Linked DNA regions of Mus musculus: all the other regions are linked to region 4. A link is a contact called in public HiChIP or PLAC-seq, capture Hi-C and promoter capture Hi-C data. All regions are on one chromosome and are shown on one strand. Each heading gives the region's core, a stretch centred on a gene start, on an enhancer-like site or on the middle of the called end of the contact. The rest is flanking DNA. Distances are from core to core; before and after follow the strand shown.

Evidence for each region. Promoter capture Hi-C pulls out the DNA fragments that hold promoters and counts their contacts. HiChIP or PLAC-seq counts read pairs in DNA pulled down with a chosen protein or histone mark. Capture Hi-C pulls out chosen DNA fragments and counts their contacts.
Region 1: a promoter capture Hi-C map of pre-B cells shows a contact between it and region 4, with 5 times the contacts expected there. The contact joins the promoter of Coa7 here to the promoter of Nrd1 in region 4. A contact is called at or near these places in 5 of 39 promoter capture datasets (the C10 cell line, hematopoietic stem and progenitor cells, hippocampal neurons and 2 more), 2 of 484 Hi-C or Micro-C datasets (CD8 T cells and uterus), 3 of 115 datasets of contacts at active chromatin or transcription factors (bone marrow-derived macrophages, memory CD8 T cells and pro-B cells) and 1 of 9 other capture datasets (adipose tissue).
Region 2: a contact with region 4 is called in a capture Hi-C map of embryonic stem cells, with 2.6 times the contacts expected there. The contact joins the promoter of Dmrta2 here to the promoter of Nrd1 in region 4. A contact is called at or near these places in 1 of 39 promoter capture datasets (cranial neural crest), 1 of 115 datasets of contacts at active chromatin or transcription factors (astrocytes) and 1 of 9 other capture datasets (embryonic stem cells).
Region 3: a contact with region 4 is called in a promoter capture Hi-C map of neural stem cells. The contact joins the promoter of Shisal2a here to the promoter of Nrd1 in region 4. A contact is called at or near these places in 1 of 39 promoter capture datasets (neural stem cells) and 2 of 115 datasets of contacts at active chromatin or transcription factors (bone marrow-derived macrophages and microglia).
Region 5: a contact with region 4 is called in an H3K27ac HiChIP or PLAC-seq map of microglia, with 6 times the contacts expected there. The contact joins the promoter of Zyg11b here to the promoter of Nrd1 in region 4. A contact is called at or near these places in 3 of 39 promoter capture datasets (hippocampal neurons, liver and pre-B cells), 1 of 484 Hi-C or Micro-C datasets (uterus), 2 of 115 datasets of contacts at active chromatin or transcription factors (microglia and regulatory T cells) and 1 of 9 other capture datasets (adipose tissue).

The regions. Positions count from the first base shown.
Region 1 is chr4:108,326,674-108,329,966 of GRCm38.p6, reverse strand. Coa7 (cytochrome c oxidase assembly factor 7) reads right to left here and starts at 1,815. Exons shown (of 3, transcript NM_027250.4): 1 at 1,677-1,815. The coding sequence starts at 1,782.
Region 2 is chr4:109,976,417-109,979,592 of GRCm38.p6, reverse strand. Dmrta2 (doublesex and mab-3 related transcription factor like family A2) reads right to left here and starts at 1,568. Exons shown (of 3, transcript NM_172296.2): 1 at 1,257-1,568. It overlaps Dmrta2os (a long non-coding RNA gene), which reads left to right. Exons shown (of 4, transcript XR_868017.3): 1 at 1-655; 2 at 807-2,251; 3 at 2,480-2,666; 4 at 2,824-3,176.
Region 3 is chr4:108,382,288-108,385,675 of GRCm38.p6, reverse strand. It overlaps Shisal2a (shisa like 2A), which reads left to right and starts at 2,021. Exons shown (of 3, transcript NM_001099303.2): 1 at 2,021-2,514. The coding sequence starts at 2,333. It overlaps Gm32297 (a long non-coding RNA gene), which reads right to left and starts at 2,453. Exons shown (of 6, transcript XR_003955247.1): 1 at 2,293-2,453.
Region 4 is chr4:108,999,228-109,002,531 of GRCm38.p6, reverse strand. It overlaps Nrd1 (nardilysin, N-arginine dibasic convertase, NRD convertase 1), which reads right to left and starts at 1,877. Exons shown (of 31, transcript NM_146150.3): 1 at 1,368-1,877. The coding sequence starts at 1,699.
Region 5 is chr4:108,299,486-108,302,757 of GRCm38.p6, reverse strand. Zyg11b (zyg-ll family member B, cell cycle regulator) reads left to right here and starts at 1,668. Exons shown (of 14, transcript NM_001033634.3): 1 at 1,668-1,867. The coding sequence starts at 1,838.

The sequences.
Region 1 (3,293 bases), core at 566-3,065, 670 kb after region 4:
ATTGGGACATGGACTAGCTCCCAAAGAATAATCTTAGCCGGGCGTGGTAGTGCACACCTTTAGTCCCAGCACTCGGGAGGCAGAGGCAGGCAGACTTCTGAGTTCGAGGCCAGACTGGTCAGCAGAGTGAGTTCCAGGACAGCCAGGGCTATACAGAGAAACCCTGTCTCGAAAAAACAAACAAACAAACAAACAAACAAACAGAATAATCCTGGGTTCCTTATCCAGAGTCACACTATAGTGGACTAATTTCAAGAAACAGAAAGTCATTTCTTGGGAACTAGACTGTAAGCTACTGGAAAGGAGGGCCAGAGCCATTTTCATTCTTTTCCCTTAATTAAAACAATAGGAAAACAACCTACAGACACTGGACACTTGTTTGGGCACTGGTCACTCATACACTCCACCTCCTCACTGCACATAAGAGTCCATTTCTGGGGCTGGTGAGATGGCTCAGTGGTTAAGGAAACCGACTACTCTTCCAAAGGTCCTGAGTTCAAATCCCAGCAACCACATGGTGGCTCACAACCATCTGTAATGAAATCTGATGCTCTCTTCTGGAGTGTCTGAAGACAGCTACAGTGTACTTACATATAATAAATAAATAAATATAGTCAATTTCTGACCTTTTATTACCTCTGCCTGGCAAAGACTTACAATGGTTCCTTTCCTCCTTCAAAGCTTTATTCAAAAGCCATGTCATTGGGCAGTGCCCTTCACTCAGTTCTTTTTATCACATTTCACTTACCTTAAAAAAACTTTTTTTTCCCTCGAAAAAACTAAAACAAAAAAAAAATTTTTTTTTAAAATTTTGTGCTGGATGGTGGCAGCCCACACCTTCTAGCACTTGAGAAACAGAAGCTTGCAGATATCTTAGTTTCAGGCTAGCCTGATCAACAGAAGGACAGTCAGGACTACACAAAGAATAACACCTCAACAAATTAATTAATTTATTAATTTGTTAACAGGCCTGTGGCTCATGCCAAAAACTCAGAAGATAGAGGAAGCAGTTCTGAGTCCAAGGCTAGCGTGGCCTACACTGTAAGTTCTAGGCCAGTCAAGGCTACATAATGACAGTCTCAAAAAAAAAAAGATTTAATTTTTATTATTTTAAATTATGGATGTGTGTATACGAGCATGTGGTGTGGTGGCAGCAGAGGCCAGAGGCATTGGATCTCCTAGAACTTTAAATGGGCTCCTAATTACTGGACCACCACTCCAATCTCCCTCTCCAATTCTTTTTTTGGGCCGGGTTTTGCTATGTAGTTCAGGCTAGTCCTTAACTCCTGAGTTCTAAGTGATCCTCCTTCCTCAGCCTCCCGAACGCTAGAATTACAGGTGCAAGATGCCAACCAATTCTGGCTCGCATTTACTACTAGCATATATTTCATTTATTTCCTGCATGTTAAATGATTCCCTCAAAGACATGTACACCGAGGTTCTACTTCACCCTCACACCTCCAGTCCTAGCACCCTAAACTTGACTACACAGCATCTAGCCTGAGGGCTCCGCCCTCCGCTGCAGGCCCCGCCCCCGATGCACTACAACTTCCCGCCCACAGGCCCGTAGTGACCCTGACCCGGTCCTTAGGCGTCCTCGGCCCGCCACGTGACCACGACTGCACCCCACGCTCGCTCCCCTCCCCTATGTCCCAGGCTGCGCAGTTGGCGCTCACCCTCCGGGTCCTTCTCGCGGTAGCATTGGTAGTGACACTCCACCTCCATGTTCTCCAGGAAGGACTTCACCTGCTCCTCGTCCTGGAAGTCAACCAAGCCCGCCATGATTCCGACTCCCACAAATCGCTTTGTGGCTCCACCCTCAGTTACGTGAGCCAGCCCAGGGGCGGGGCATGCCGGCGGCGTGCGTGACGTCAGCGCTCCTCAGTACGGGGGCGGGTTGGAAGGAAGGAGACGATTACCGCTTCCCATCATCCTTTGCGGTGGTAGCTCCCCACCCCCCCCACCCCTCCAGGCTTTTATTCTTCTTTTTGGACAGCCCTCTCCCAGGTTTCTGCGTCGGTTTATCTGAGGCCATACTGCCCCTTAATGGTTTTCTCCCTGTAGTCTGGATCAGCCAGACATTCTTCAGTTCCGGTTCTAAAGCCGACACAGCCGGGAGCTCAGGTCCCAGCCTTACCAAAGCTTACAGCGTTGGGCTGCAGCTCACCACCAAGTACTCTGAAGCATCGTAAAACAGAACTTGAAATCTATTCCGAAAGCATTCGTTCATTTGGGTGGCAAGCATTTTGAATACCTTGTGTGTCCCAAATATGGCCGGAAAAACCGAAATAAATAAATCTGTGCAATTGCCACGGGATGCCCTTATCTCTATATTCTTTGTAGACCCATCAAAATCATCCATATTAATATGACTGCGAGTTATGATTAGAACACATCAGTGGTCGGGATTATAGTGACAACATGGTCACTATAATAGTTTTAGAACAGCAGCATGGCGGATTGAAGCCAAGGAACACTATGAAGTCATATGATGCAACAGATCTTACCGAAGAGGTTTATTGGGGCAAGGAGAAAGGGAAAGGCCGATTGGGAATGGACTCATGGTTTTAAAAGCAGTTCCATGACACATCTTTCACAGGATAGCACAAGCTCTGCGTTACTCCAGAGCCTCTGGCTAAAACTGACTTTTATGTATGGCTTCTCCTGTTTTTCCTTTGATAGAATCTCACTTTGAGACAATCCTCCCCCCTCAGCCTACTGAGTACTGTTGCAGATACAAGCTCCCACATCCACCTATCCGTGTTCTTTTTATCTTGTTTATATCTGTAATCACTAGAGGGAGCCCTTAGAATACATGGTCCAGGATGAGAAGGCCTGACCTTTACTTTGGAGCCTCCCTCCTTAACCTACTCCTACTGGATACATCTAGAAGCTTACTTGCTTTGTTCTGTATAACTGAGACAGGCTGACTCCATGACAGGCTTCACATTGGCAGTTCAGGAGACTAGACATAAATCTCTGTTTCCAAGAACTGAGCAAGCCCAGGCCTCAGAAGAGGCCACACCACCTGGCCTCCAGGAGTTCCAGGATAGCTTGGAAAACAGTAAGCCATTATTAAAAAAAAATAATAATAATATTTAGGCTGAAGAAGTAGCTCATCTGTTGGAGAACTTGCCTGGTCCCTTGGGTTCAGTCTTCATCATGTCCTAAAACAGGCATGGTGCAATCCTAGCACTTGTTGAGGTAGAGGCAAGGGGGGTCAGGGTTCAAGGTCATTCTCAGTTGCATACCAAGTTCTAGGCCAGCCAGAGAAACTTCTTCTCTTCTCTTCT
Region 2 (3,176 bases), core at 319-2,818, 980 kb before region 4:
GTTTGGAAGTCATTGGTGCAGTTGAATGTAAAGAGGATTTGGAAAGAAAATATTATGCCCAAAGCTTAGGTTAATTGGGGTGAGTCGAGAAAAGAGAAATATTTGCCTGAAAGGGACTCAGATTACAGAGAAAACTTGGGACCAACAAGCGGATGTCAAAGGCAAAGCAAGAAAAAAAAAAAAAAAGGAGCAAAATGATCCCGTTTGGTGGACAGGTGAAGAGGAGAGAAATGTGCAGGCGGGGTGAGGAGGTGAACAGGTTGGGCTGGGGTCTTAATTGTAGCTTTCAATGTGGAAGCAGAGGAATTCGAGCAAAAAGGAACTGAAGAATTTTTTCCTGTTAGAAGTAGGGTAAGAACTAGAAGACAAAACTTGGAGGCAAAGTTCGGCTTATGGCCCTGGGATCACAGCCAAAAGAATTCTGCAAATACTGTGGTCTGAGCCTCTAAAGGGTTAGTTCTATTCCACAGAACTGAGTGTAGGAGAGCTGAGAAGAGAGAAAAGCCATCGGAAGAAACTTTCTTTGGACTGGCCACCCTAGCTCAAAGATTAGTTGAATAACAAGAAAAACGTCCAGAAACAGCTGACAAGGCGACCCGGACTGAGGTCCACCGAGAGGGACAGCGCTGCTTAGGAAAAAAATCTCCAGCAAAAGGTAGGGCGGGGATAGGGTGAAACCTGTGGCTTGGGGGTTAGACTTTTAGTCTGGAGTAGTCAGAGGAAAGCACATCTTCAGAAAAGTTAGACTTTGCAGGAGCCAGAGTCCTTTTGCTCAATGCCTCTTACCCAACCCCCACCCCTCCCAGTTTAGGAACTGAGTCCTCAGACACGCCCTCCTCATCCTGGGACCTCTTGGGACCCCGCTTGTGCGCAGGTTCCAGAGTGTTGGTCTCAGACCAGGGTTCTGGGACTTGCACAATCCAGCAGGCCTCAAAGGAGGCCAGGAAGTCGCCTCCAAAACTGACCCTGAAGGGACCCGAGAGTCTCACCTGCGCCGCAGCCGCAGAAGGCCCAGCAGGCCCTGCTCCTGGCTTCCGCCGCGGCCTCCACTCCCCGCCACGCAGCCCGGGTCCCCGCCAGAGCCGGGAGCCGCTCCTGGGGTCCGGGTCTGGGAATCCCAGAGCACCGTGTGCTCCGAGGCCTCTTCCCCCAGACCCTCAAGCACTCAATGCCCAAGGCCCGGCAGGGCCTGGGCCTCGCCCTCGGGGGCCACCGACCCGGTCGCCTCCCCTGCTCGGCTGCCGGCCCTCCCCTACCTGCCTCGAGCTCCGGGCTCCTCCTCTGTTGGCGCAGCACGCGTCGCCCAGCTCGGCTCGCGCCTCGGCTCTCTTGGCCTCGTCCCTCTGCCCCCGGCCCCTTCTCTGACCACGTCACCCTCCTTCAGCCACCATGTCCGAACTTCCGGACCCCTCTAGGAACACAGCAGTCCAACACCCCGGAGGGGCCTCGGGGCCGGGGGCCTGGCCGAGGGCGGGCTGGTTGCAACCGGCGTCCCCTCGGTGCGCTCCGGACGCTGCGCTCGCCCCGGGCCGGGTAGTCCGGCGCTGCCAGCTCTCAATGAGCCGCTCGCCCGCTCTATTGTTGCTCCTCAGGGCTCCATTAGACAGAATTGGACAACAATGTGGCGCCTGCCATTGGCCAGGGGAGACAGTCGGCGCTCTGATTGGCCGGGCCCGCGCCCGGGGAGCCCCTCATTCTACAGTGTCCGAAAGATTCGAAACTCCGCACGCTCTGCTGAGTGCCTGCGGGATGGGAGGGGGCGCCAGGGAAGGAGTGCGCGAGGAGGAGCGTTGCAAATGTCGTGACAAGAAGTTTCCGTGCGCCCGAGAGCGTGTGAATTGCTCCTAATTACCGTGTCCGGTGCGCCTCTCCGCGTAGACGTGTGTAACCCCTCTACTCCTGGGGCTCCGGCTCCACTGAGCCACTCTCCCTTGGCCCGGGGCGCTTGGCAAGGCCTAGCTTCCCAAGTGGCCCCGGAGGCCTGGGGCGGGACAGGAGCAGGTGACAATTCAATTACCGCTGTCGAAGTGGGAGTGGAACCCGGGTGCCGGGGTGGGGGAGGGAGGGCGTTCACCGCAGACTTGCCAAGATGGTTTTTGCTGGCTTCCTTCTGACCGTGACCGTGTGCTTCCACGTCCGACGGGCTCCGAGGTAGTTGAGAGCCGGTTTGCTCCCTTCCCCCGCCCTCTATCACCTTTAATGCTTAGTTTCTTCGTTTGCAAAGTCCTGACACCGTGGGCGTCACGGAGTGGTAAGTGCGATTTGTAAGGATTTGTGTTTTCAAGCTAGGAGCCCCGGGAGGAACGTGGGTCCAAGCGCTGCAGCTTCTCCTCTCCCTGCGCCCCTGCCCTTTCCCTCGGCCCCCTGTGCCCTCCTTGCCTTTCCGAATTTCTTTGCATCTTGCTGCCCTTTTTTGTGGAATTCTTTTTGTGGCTGTTTGAAATTAACAAAGTTTACTTGTAACTTTTTTTTTTTAAAGCCAAAGTAAAAAGCCGCCTTTGCGACTCCCCAGATCCTCTGGAGGCTGGAGGAACCGGCCAGACGGTCAGACCCATCAGCCCACAAGACTTCCGCAGGGGGCGAGGGCACTGGACCTGCTTTGACTTGGCCTTCCTCGACCCGTGCTGACGTCACGGCCCGAGAACCCCCTTGGGTCTGCGGAGGAGGTAACAAGTTCGAATTTTGTATCTCTTCCTAGTTATTCCCATCTGTTACTGATGTTTAAATCCTTGGACTGTGTCACCCTCCAGCTCGGACTTTTCCTTTGCCTTTGAGGCTAACATTCTGTTACTCTCATTTTTGCTTTCTACTTTTCTCCTTCAGAGTAAAGAAAATTCGTTTAAATGAAATGCGAAACTATCTCCTTACTCCCTTTCCGATCCCTGCCGTGCGTTTTGGCATTGATTTTTAGAAACCCTTGGGCGTCGGAAGTCGGGTCTCTGCCACTGCAGACGGTCATCTGCTAGGCACCCAGAGCCTGCCTCAGGAGGACCCGCGACTGGGACTGGAAAGAAGAGGAGATCAGCAGGACCCCAAAACAGAACCATGGTCCTGCAAGGGTCAGGATGCGCTCCGCCCAAGGAGCCAACTGAGGATCCGACTGGGGGAGATAAGAAGGGGCGTTGAGCCTCAGAATCTAGCAGACAGCTTCCAGAAAGTTCGCCAGGCCTGTTTCA
Region 3 (3,388 bases), core at 772-3,271, 620 kb after region 4:
CTGGCATACAATAGGGGACCAATAAATGTCTTCAGAAAAATATCATGAGGGAACATAATGGGTGCAACAAAGGAACATATTAAGGAAAGAGCTGGACCAAGGAACTTGGGGGCTTTAACACAGGATCACAGGGAACCTTCAGATGTAACGTAATGGTCTAGGGACATGTATGGGAAAACTACATGCTTGTTAATACCGGCCTCCAAATGCACTTCAGCTCTTCCTTCTAGAATCCAATCAAGGGACAACACAAAACAGACAAAAGCACGGTAATAGCATCTACAACTTTGTCACTATAGAAATGACCTTGAAAGTGTGATTCTCAAGGCTCACATCTATCCATCTTTTGACATTCTAAACTGCAGGATTAAATTGTGATTCAACGTAACTGACAGTCTTTGTGATCCTAAATAACTCCGACTTTGCCATTAAACACCATTATTAATATCGGCCCATGAGCTCCATCAAGAGTTTAAAGAAACTCCTGGGTAGGCAGGCAGGCATGGCAGCGCTCCTGATGGCCGTGTGACATTGTGCTGGTTTCTCTCAAGGGCATGATCCTTCCTCTGGGTTTCTAGGAGAAAGAAGTTAATTCCTCACTGGAAAGGATTTAGGGGATTGTCGTCCACCTCAGAGAGGCCTCCCTCCTTCCCAAAGGGCTCCTCCCCTTTGTCCCTTCTGGTAAATAGAGGTCAAAATGAGCCTTCAATAGAGTAGTGCCAGTCTTCAGTGATAACAGCTCAAGAGAAGAGTTTTCTGGGAATATTAACAGTTCTTCTTGGTTTGAGGTATTGGTAACAAAACCAGGGCCCTCATGCATACTAGGCAAATGATCTATCTACCATTATCTATCATCCATGCCAAAGGTAAGTTTTTGCTCATTTTTGAGATGAGATCTGTATTGCCAGGCTTGCTTTAAACTCCTGGACTGAAGCAATCCTCCTGCCTCAGCCTGCTGAATAGTTTGGACTAGTGGCATATGCCACCAGATCTGGCTCCTTTTTGTTTATTGTTTTGGCTGACCTTTAAAAGCATTGCCCTCTTAAAACCTTTGCTATTCCCTTACACAGAGCCCCTCTGTGCCTATGATCCTGGTCCTATATTGATCCCTCCCTGTTGATTCCTCCACCAAGCTGTTTCTCAAGGGCCAGCCCGGATCTGACCTTCAGGTCAGAGGCGTGGTGTACAATGGCATCTGTGGAACTGAACTGCCTTACAGGTCAAAGGGAAAAGAAGCCGTGAAGGGGGTCAGTTAGGCTTATACCCAGCCCCCTGCAGATCCATGATCCCACACACAGCTGCCACAGCAAAGGGATGCACCACACTATCTCCTACCATCCTCTTCTGTGGAAATGCAGAGCTAAGGCTCGGAGGGACTGGGTAAATCCTCAAAGATCCTTGTTCACCCTCTCAGGGTACACTGGAGAAACTGAGGCTCGGAAGCACCTTCAGACAGGAAGGAGAACACTGTCCTTGTAGTCTAGGAACAAGTTGTGAAGGTTGGCAACCCCTAATTGAGGTGGGGGTAAAGGCTTATTCCTGAGACAATTGCTTCAATGTCTTTGGCCAAGAGCAGGGAGTGCTAAGAGTGTGTGTGAACATTGTGTGTCAAAGAGAGAGCAGGAGAGGAAAAGAAAGGCAATCAAGACTTTGAAAATATTACTGGAGGGCAGGGTGTGGACACACACCCAAAATCCCAGCATTTGGGAGTTGGAAGCCAGTCATCAAGACATCCAGGCCAATGTGGAATACAGGAGGTTTGCTGAGAGTCAGCCAGACAACAGGGTTGAAATCCCATGAGCTAAGGAGCCTGGGGAAATGACTTGTCTCTCTCTGATTCTCAGCTGCCGTCTATACAATGAAAACCCTGGTCTTCAGGTTGCTTTGCCAGTTAAATGGAGTATTATTCATCAACCCCAGAGGACCCCGTTCTGCCTGTCTTCTGCGTAGCACACAACTACCCAGAGAAGGGTCCTGGCGGCCCGCACGGTGGTACCTCGCTCAGGCGAGAGCCTCAAATATCCACCTTGCCTCTCTGGCTGTCGCGTGGTGTCTCGGCAGCCGGGGCGAGGAGGCAGCCCCCACCCTGGACTGGGTCCCCACGTGCACCCCTGCCTCCGCGCCCGCGCACCTGACCACCGGGTCCCCGGGCGCCCCGTCCTCACCGCGCGCCTCCGCGCCTTTCGCCGTGCCTTTCTCTGCAGCGCCTCTACCTGCGCACTTCCCTGCCTGCCTGGCCCTCGGGCTCTTTCTCAAGATCTGCGGGGTCTCCGGCCGTTGTCTCTCGCTCACCCGCTGTCGGTCCGTCCGTCCAGGGAGCCAAGGAGGCGCGATGAGCGGCGCCTGCTCGAGCTACGTGAGCGCTGAGCAGGAGGTGGTGCGCGGCTTCAGCTGCCCGCTGCCAGGGGGCGAAGCGGCTGCTGTCTTCTGCTGTGGCTTCCGCGACCACAAGTACTGCTGCGACGACCCGCACAGCTTCTTCCCCTACGAGCACAACTACATGTGGTGGCTCAGGTACAGGCCCTGGCTCTAACCTCACCTTGAACCCCTTCTCCCATCTTATCCCACTAGCCCACCCGCAAGCCAGCCTCTTGGAAGCCCCCACCTTCATCTAAGTGCCCTTCCCTCAAATCATCCTTACTCCTCACTGATCCTACTCTTGCTTTGTACCACATCAAACCCTTAAAGCCCCATCTCAACTCCTTCTTCATCCTGACCCCAACCATAATTTAGAGCCCCACTTGAACCTGACCAGCACTACCCCCAAAGCACTCATTCTGTCCCTATTCTGAACTTCACTCTGCCATCACTCTCAACATAATCTCAAATCACAAGCCAACCTTCACCCTAACAGCAAATACTATCTTCAGACATACAGAGGAATCCCTAACTCTACCCTTAGTCCTCACAGCGGCTCTGAGCTCTGGATGCTGTTCCGGGTACCAGCACAGTCCCAAGCCCAGCTTTATGAATTCCCTATTACTACTGCAATCTTAACCTGCCTCAGCCTCCTCCTCAAGCCTGCCTGTAAACCGTCTCATCTGTTTACCCACAACTTGACTTTAATTGGCTTTAGACCTACATCCAAACCACAACCTCAAACCTTCATCCTCACCTGATGCTCCAACCCAACCCCATCTCAGCCCAGCCTCAGCCCTTCCCTTCCCTCTCACTCTCTTTACTGGACACTTATACTTGAGTCCTGGGGGTGTACTCTATGCTCATAAACCTGGGGGTCAAGGCTTCCTGCAAGTTCAGTGTGACACAGTGGCATAATGCCACAGCAGAGGCCAGTTCCAACCATTTTAATAGTGGGGTCTGGGTGCAAATATTTCATTTTCCCTGGCCGTTCAGAAACTGGGTTGCTTGGGCCAACTCTGACAATCCT
Region 4 (3,304 bases), core at 628-3,127:
CTACCTGAAGCAATCAGAACAGTATCTGAGACTTAGCCATTATTAGGTAACTTTGTATGGACAGGAAAACAACAAACAAACAAACAAAAAAACCACCAACACCTGTACTGAAAATTTAACCTGGGAGGCCAAAACTAAGCAATGTTATTACCTTCAACTTGCTCACTTACAGGTTACAACTACATCTTTGGCAAGAAAAGTTATCCCTAGTTTATAAAGATATCTTGACCCTGACAAACTGACAAAAATTATACTGGGAAATTAAGCTAGTCTTGAAGCTGGGACTATGTCACTACTTTCTGGACCTGAGTGTCAGTTGTTTGTAAAACAGAAGTGGGGGGAAAGTGGAAAAGATGATCTCTAGAATTCTTTCCTTCTTTTAACACACTGCAGGCTTATAATAAGTTTGGAGCTGCAGGCTTCTAACCCAGCACATACTGCACTGGCTTTTGAGTCGGATGGGTAGTTTCATACAAGCTCCAATACTATTTAGCTGTCTAATTCTGAGTGTGTTTCAACGTCTTCAACCAGGAAAACTAAGCTGTAAGATAATAGAAACTATTTCAAATACAAGATATTTTATGAAACAAAGTAACTCTTAAGTTTATTCAGGTGGGGGATTGAGTCACCATTCATTCATTCATTACACATGATTGAAACATTGTATAAAATGGGATCTTACACGCCTACCATTCATACAACTGAGGCCCAAGATATCTCTAATACGTTTTGGAAGAAGTCATCTAGCTAAGCCATTCTAGTTGTGGCTAGCTACCCATGGTTACAAGCCACTCCATCTCAGGCTAGCTAAGAGAGGTAAACAGGAGTGATAATTACGAAAAGGGTGATGTAAAGTTCTTTTATTAAAACCACAGCATCCTTTTCGTAATTTTCACTCTGTTTTACCTCTCTTTACTCATACACCTTTGGATTGAGACTGAACAAAAATAACACACACACACACACACACACACACACACACACACACACATCTCAAATATCCTCTCCGCCAAAATTCAGAATCACTAACTGTCAAGCTTTCCTTACCAACCCTCCTCCCCTTTACCATCCATCCTGTCTTCCTCATGGAAACCTTAATTCTTGCTTTAATATAAGTCAAAAATAGCCGGGCAGTGGCGGCGGATACCTTTAATCCCAGCATTTGAGAGGCAGAGGCAAGCAGATCTCTGAGTTAAAGGCCAGCCTCGTCTACTCCAAATTGCCCTGGCCGCCTCACCCAAACACACATTTGGGATGGGAAGTAGTAACACCCTGTTGCTTCTCCGGGAGACATGGAGACCAGAAGTCACTACAGCACCAACCGAAGCCCGCACCCTGTTCTCCCCAGTCCGAGCCTCCTCCCTCACCGGTACTGCTTGGGATCGCTGGGAGACTTGATGATCTCAGGGTCCCCGACATTACTGAAAGACCGTCCCTCCTCCTCAGATTCATCCGCTCCTAGACGAGCAAGCCGGCCGCTCTCGCCCAAGTCCTGTCCATTGGGCTGCAGGTCCGGGCAACTGCAGGTGGACTTCGCCTTGTTTCTTCCAGGCATGGTCAGCGTAGGAAAGGGTTTCGATGATTCTTCGCACAGACCCCGTGCTTCGATTCGCCCCAGAGCCGTGAGCTCCCGCCCGGCCTCACACCGCAACTTCCTCCCGGTGACACAGACTGCAGCAACCGCGACTCTCCTCAGCATTCACCAGCAAGTCGTAGCGCTGGACATCCCGCTCCCCAGGCCCACCTCCTCCTCCTACACCTCCAGCCACTCCTCCTCCTCCGCGTCCCAGGGGCGACGGCGGCGGCCGGCGTTGTTGCTGCCCCAGCCGCTGGGGAGGACAGGCCTGAACCCCTCCTCCAACCCGGCCTCGCTCACACCGACTTTCTTCATCCCACCCTCCTGACAGCCGATGACGCTATGGACTCTAGCCAATCACAACGCACAACGGCCGTCACGTTTGCAGAAACAGCCAATGGGAGTAGGGGAAGCGAGAGACCAATAGAAATAGGCCGGGTTCCTGGCGCACCCAGAGAGCATTTCGAAACCTGACGTGGGCGGGGCGAAGGAAAAGAGGCGGAGGATGATGGGAGAAGTCTTGCTGCGATTGTGACGTGCGTCCGTAGCTGTTTTTAGGAAAACCGCGTAGCGCTCCGTGTCTGAGAAAATATTCCCCAGCGAGAAAACACAGAAGTGAGTCGCGATAGTGGATGCTGATCTTCTTCACCCACTTGCGGTGTATTTTTTGCACTCTATTCTTAGAGTGACTCAGCGGGTCTCTTTTTTAAAAGAGCAGAGCACCGGAAGTCTTTTCCCACCCTATCCCGAGATGGATGCAGTGCTTGTGGGTCACTAAGCACCGGAAATAACAATTGCATCTTTCCATCCTGTAGGCTGCCAAACCATTGGTGCTTTTCACGCTCCAGATCTGTTTCAATATGCTCACTCTTGTATGCGAATTGTTTATTTTTTTAAGCTTCCACACCCTGGAGTAGTCCTCAGCCTACCTTTAAGTTTGGCCAACTTTTACTGAAAAGCAAGAACATGTTAGGCTACTAACCTCAAGTAACTTTCCCAAGCTTTTTGTTTTTGTTTTTGCCAATGCTTTTGCAGCGACTGGAACAGACACAATATAAAATAAAAAGCAGTTGACCAGATAACAATAAAAAGCTGATAGACACCATTGAATGAGATCATACCACATGGAAGAGATAAACGAAATGAATATGAGTAAACAACAACAACAACAAAAAGACTTTAAGCCGATAGATACATTAGTGGTTGTCTTTCCTGCCTCTGAACCTTTGTGTGGCTGAAGATAAAGCCATACACAAAACAAATCGTTGCCGGTGTGGTAGTCCACACCTTGAATCTCAAGCACTCAGGGAGACAGAGGCAGGTGAATCTCTTTAAGTTCAGGGCCAGCCTGGTTTACAAAGCAGTTCCAAGCCAGCCATGTCTACCTACTAAGACCGTCTCAAAAACAACAAAAAATCCTTGGCTTGAAGTTTAGTTTCTTATGGGAAGAAACTGACCATAAATAATACATTAAAAAAAAAAAACAATAAATGCTAAGACTACAAAACAGGGTAGGAAGACAAAGTATTGAAGAGGATACATGAACTGGGGCAGAAGTATTTGAAAGCATTAAGATTCCGGGCAGTGGTAACGCATGCCTTTAATCCCAGCACTTGGGAGGCAGAAGCAGGTCGATTTCTGAGTTTGAGGCCAGCCTGGTCTACAGAGTGAGTTACAGGACAGCCAAGACTACACACAGAAACCCTGTCTCAAAAAATAAAAAATAAA
Region 5 (3,272 bases), core at 419-2,918, 700 kb after region 4:
AATGAGAGAATTAGTACAGAATTTAGCATCACAATACACAGCCTCCCACCAAACAACCATCACTAGAGTAATCAAATCCACAGAGATTAAAAATCAGGACTATGCTAGCTTTGGGTGTGTCTCAGTAGTAGAGAGCTTGCATAGCGTGTGTGAGGTCATCAACTTAATACCCAGCACTGCTGCAACCTCCAACAAAAGGTAGCACAGTACTTGCCAAGGGACAGTGAGAAAGAATATAGGGATAGACATTCAGTTTTGCAAGAGCGGCAGAGTCTGAACAACTGAGGATGTTGCCCAAGAGGAGAACACTTGCACAGCATGTGCAAAGCCTTGTAGTTAATTCCCACTACCACAAACACGATGGAAACAATCAAGTGGCAGCCTTCTGGAGTGCCTGTTTGGCGATGGCTTCACCAGTACTTAATCCTGCCTGACCTGTATACTTGATAGTGATTAAAATGGAAGATGGTCCAGTGGCAAGAGGCTAGGGGGTTAGGTCTCCAGAAGTGTGCGCTCTGGAGAAACAGTGACACACTTCCTCTAACAAGGCTACTCTTCCTAGTATCACCAACCACCATGGGCCAGGCATTCAAACACAGGAGTCTATGGGGGCCATACCTATTCAAACCACCACAGCAGAGAAATGGAGAGTTGAAGCATACCTGGACTACATAGTGAAGGCTAGCCTGGGCTACAGAAAGGAAAAAGTATACAAGTGGAGTTATAGGTAGTCTGGAAGTCACTGTCAGTGATGGAAACTTATATAGATGTTCTGTTTTGTCCATTTACTTTGTCAGTGATTTGAAGGCAAAAATGATTAGTTAAATGAGCATGAAGAAGGAAATATCGGAGGCCTGAGAAGAGGGACTTGAAGTAGCTACCTAGAGGGTGGAAAAATATAGCATAGCTAAACACCATTTACATAAGATCAAAAGAAGGCAGCCAAGAGATGGCTCATCGGTTAAGAGCACTGACCCCTCTTCCTGAGTTCAAATCCCAGCAACCACATGGTGGCTCACAACCATCTGTAATGAGATCTGATGCCCTATTCTGTGCTGTCTGAAGACAGCTACAGTGTACTTGGATATAATAATAAATAAATCTTTAAAAAGAAAAAAGAAAAGCAGGTTAAAGAGGGAAAGCTCCATAGTCAAAATTGAGATTGTGGGGCCCGAGGATGTGACGCAGTAGCAGGCAGAATACTTGCCTAACATATGCTATGTGGAGGGACTCTTTCTCACAAAACAAAACGAAAACAACAGCAAAACAACATCATGTAACAGAATGCTAAAATCACTAAGAACGTTGACAACAAAAATTAATGACTAAAAAAAAAAATTAATGACTATGAATCAGAAGTTAAGTTTTGAAGAATGAGGGTAAGCGCTGCAGTCTTCTGGAGGTAAGATTTAAAGCTCTTCCAAACGGAAAGACTACAGCCTCGTCAGAGGGCGTTGGCCCCTTTAAGGGCTGGCGTTTGAGAATGGAGTCTACGCCGGGACGGGGCGGGGTCTTCAGGGGGCGGGACCACTTTGGGGCGGGGCGAGACATGCAAGGGAGAGAGGGGCGGGACTTCTAAGGGGCAGGGCGCGGTAGGCTCAGGGAGAGGGGCGGGACCTCGTGCGGGGGGGCGGGGCGCAGCAGGCGCGGCGAGCGAGGCGGAGTCTGTGTTTCGGTCAGGTTGCGGCAGCGGCTGCTGTAGTTCAGAAGAGCGAGGCCGAGGCCTGGGCCCAGCCCGGAGCCGCTGCCTGACCCGAGCCTCCTGGAGCCCCCGAGCCGGCTGATCTTAGCGGCGGGCTCGGGCTCCGCCTGCCACCGCACGCAGGACCGAGGCTGCATGCCGGAGGACCAGGCCCACGCAGCCATGGTGAGCTAGCGCGGCCTGCCCCCCACCCCCCGCAGGGTGGCCCGAGGACGCCGGGCAGCCGTCTCACCCTTCTTCCTGCACCCTCCCTCTGTCTCCTCCGGCTCGCGTTCCCCATCCACCAGTAGGAGCAAACCTCTTTGGGAGACATCCCTTAATCCCCCTTCTTTCCGGTGACACCCTTTTGTCCCCCGGTGACAGCCTCCTTCGCATTCTCCTCGTCCCCCCTTCCCTGTCTTTAACCCTCCCCTTTCTCCTCAACCATTTTAACCTTTCTCCTCTATGGTCGTTAGTCACCCCCACCCCCCACTTTTCCTTCCCACACTTTGCTTCCTTTCCCTCCTCGACCCTCTTCACCATTTTATCTCCGGCGCCCCCTCTTCCCCTTGGTCCTCGACCATCCGCATTTCCTCTGCCCCTTGTCGGATGTCCTCCGTCGCCGGCTCACACATCTGTCCCCATTTCCTTGTGCAGGTTTCAGAGGGCTAAGCAGGAGCAATTGGAAGGCAATTGCTACCCGGGAGCTGTTGGGCGGGTACATACAGATTAGTAACCTTTCTTTCTCCGTTCTGTTTTGGAGTGGGGAAGTGAGGGGAGATTGGCGGTATGGAAGAATAGTCTGGAAGCTTTACTACTTAGTGTCATTGCAAAAACCTGAGTGGGGTGTGTTACAGAGTACATCCTGTAGCCTTATGTGATTATCAGGCCTTTTGACAGAAATAGCCAAAAAGGGTTGTTACATTTTTATTTTGAATGTGTTTTCATGTGGAGTTACCGTTAGGGAAATTAAAAATCTTTTGTAATTTGCAGGCTTGACAGTTGTTGCTCAGAGCACATGATTTGTTTTTGTTAGGAGGCAGAGACCAAGGGCATTTGAGGTCTGAATATCAGCCTGGCAGTCAGATTGTGACAGTCTTTCGAATACCTTCCTCCGAAAGGTTGTATTTGTCCTGTCCTTTCTGTCCTTTCTTGGAGAAACCCTTTCTTTGCAAATTTTCCTCTGCTTCAAAATGGCTGTGACTACAGTCCCATTTTTAAGTGTTATCCGCGTTTTGCTGTGTATATATTGAAAGCATTGTTCTATCCTATACAAAATAAATGTTGATCTCTGGGAGGAAATAATACATTCTAGTCAAAAAGACTTGTTGATAATCATAAGTTCCTAGGTTGTATTTCCCTCCATCTGACTTTTAGGAAGGTAACCTACCGTCTGGTGTTTAACCGGGAAACACTCCCTCGCTCCCTGACTCTGCTGATCCTCCATTGTCTTTTCCCAGTGACTGCCTCTCACTTGTTCCACTGTTACTGTGTGCTGTTCTGTTCCTTCCCAAGGAGAGTCAGAGTCTGGAAACAACTGGGCCTTACTTAATTCCCTGAGTTCCCAGTGCCCAGGTCAGGTAGACTCTTG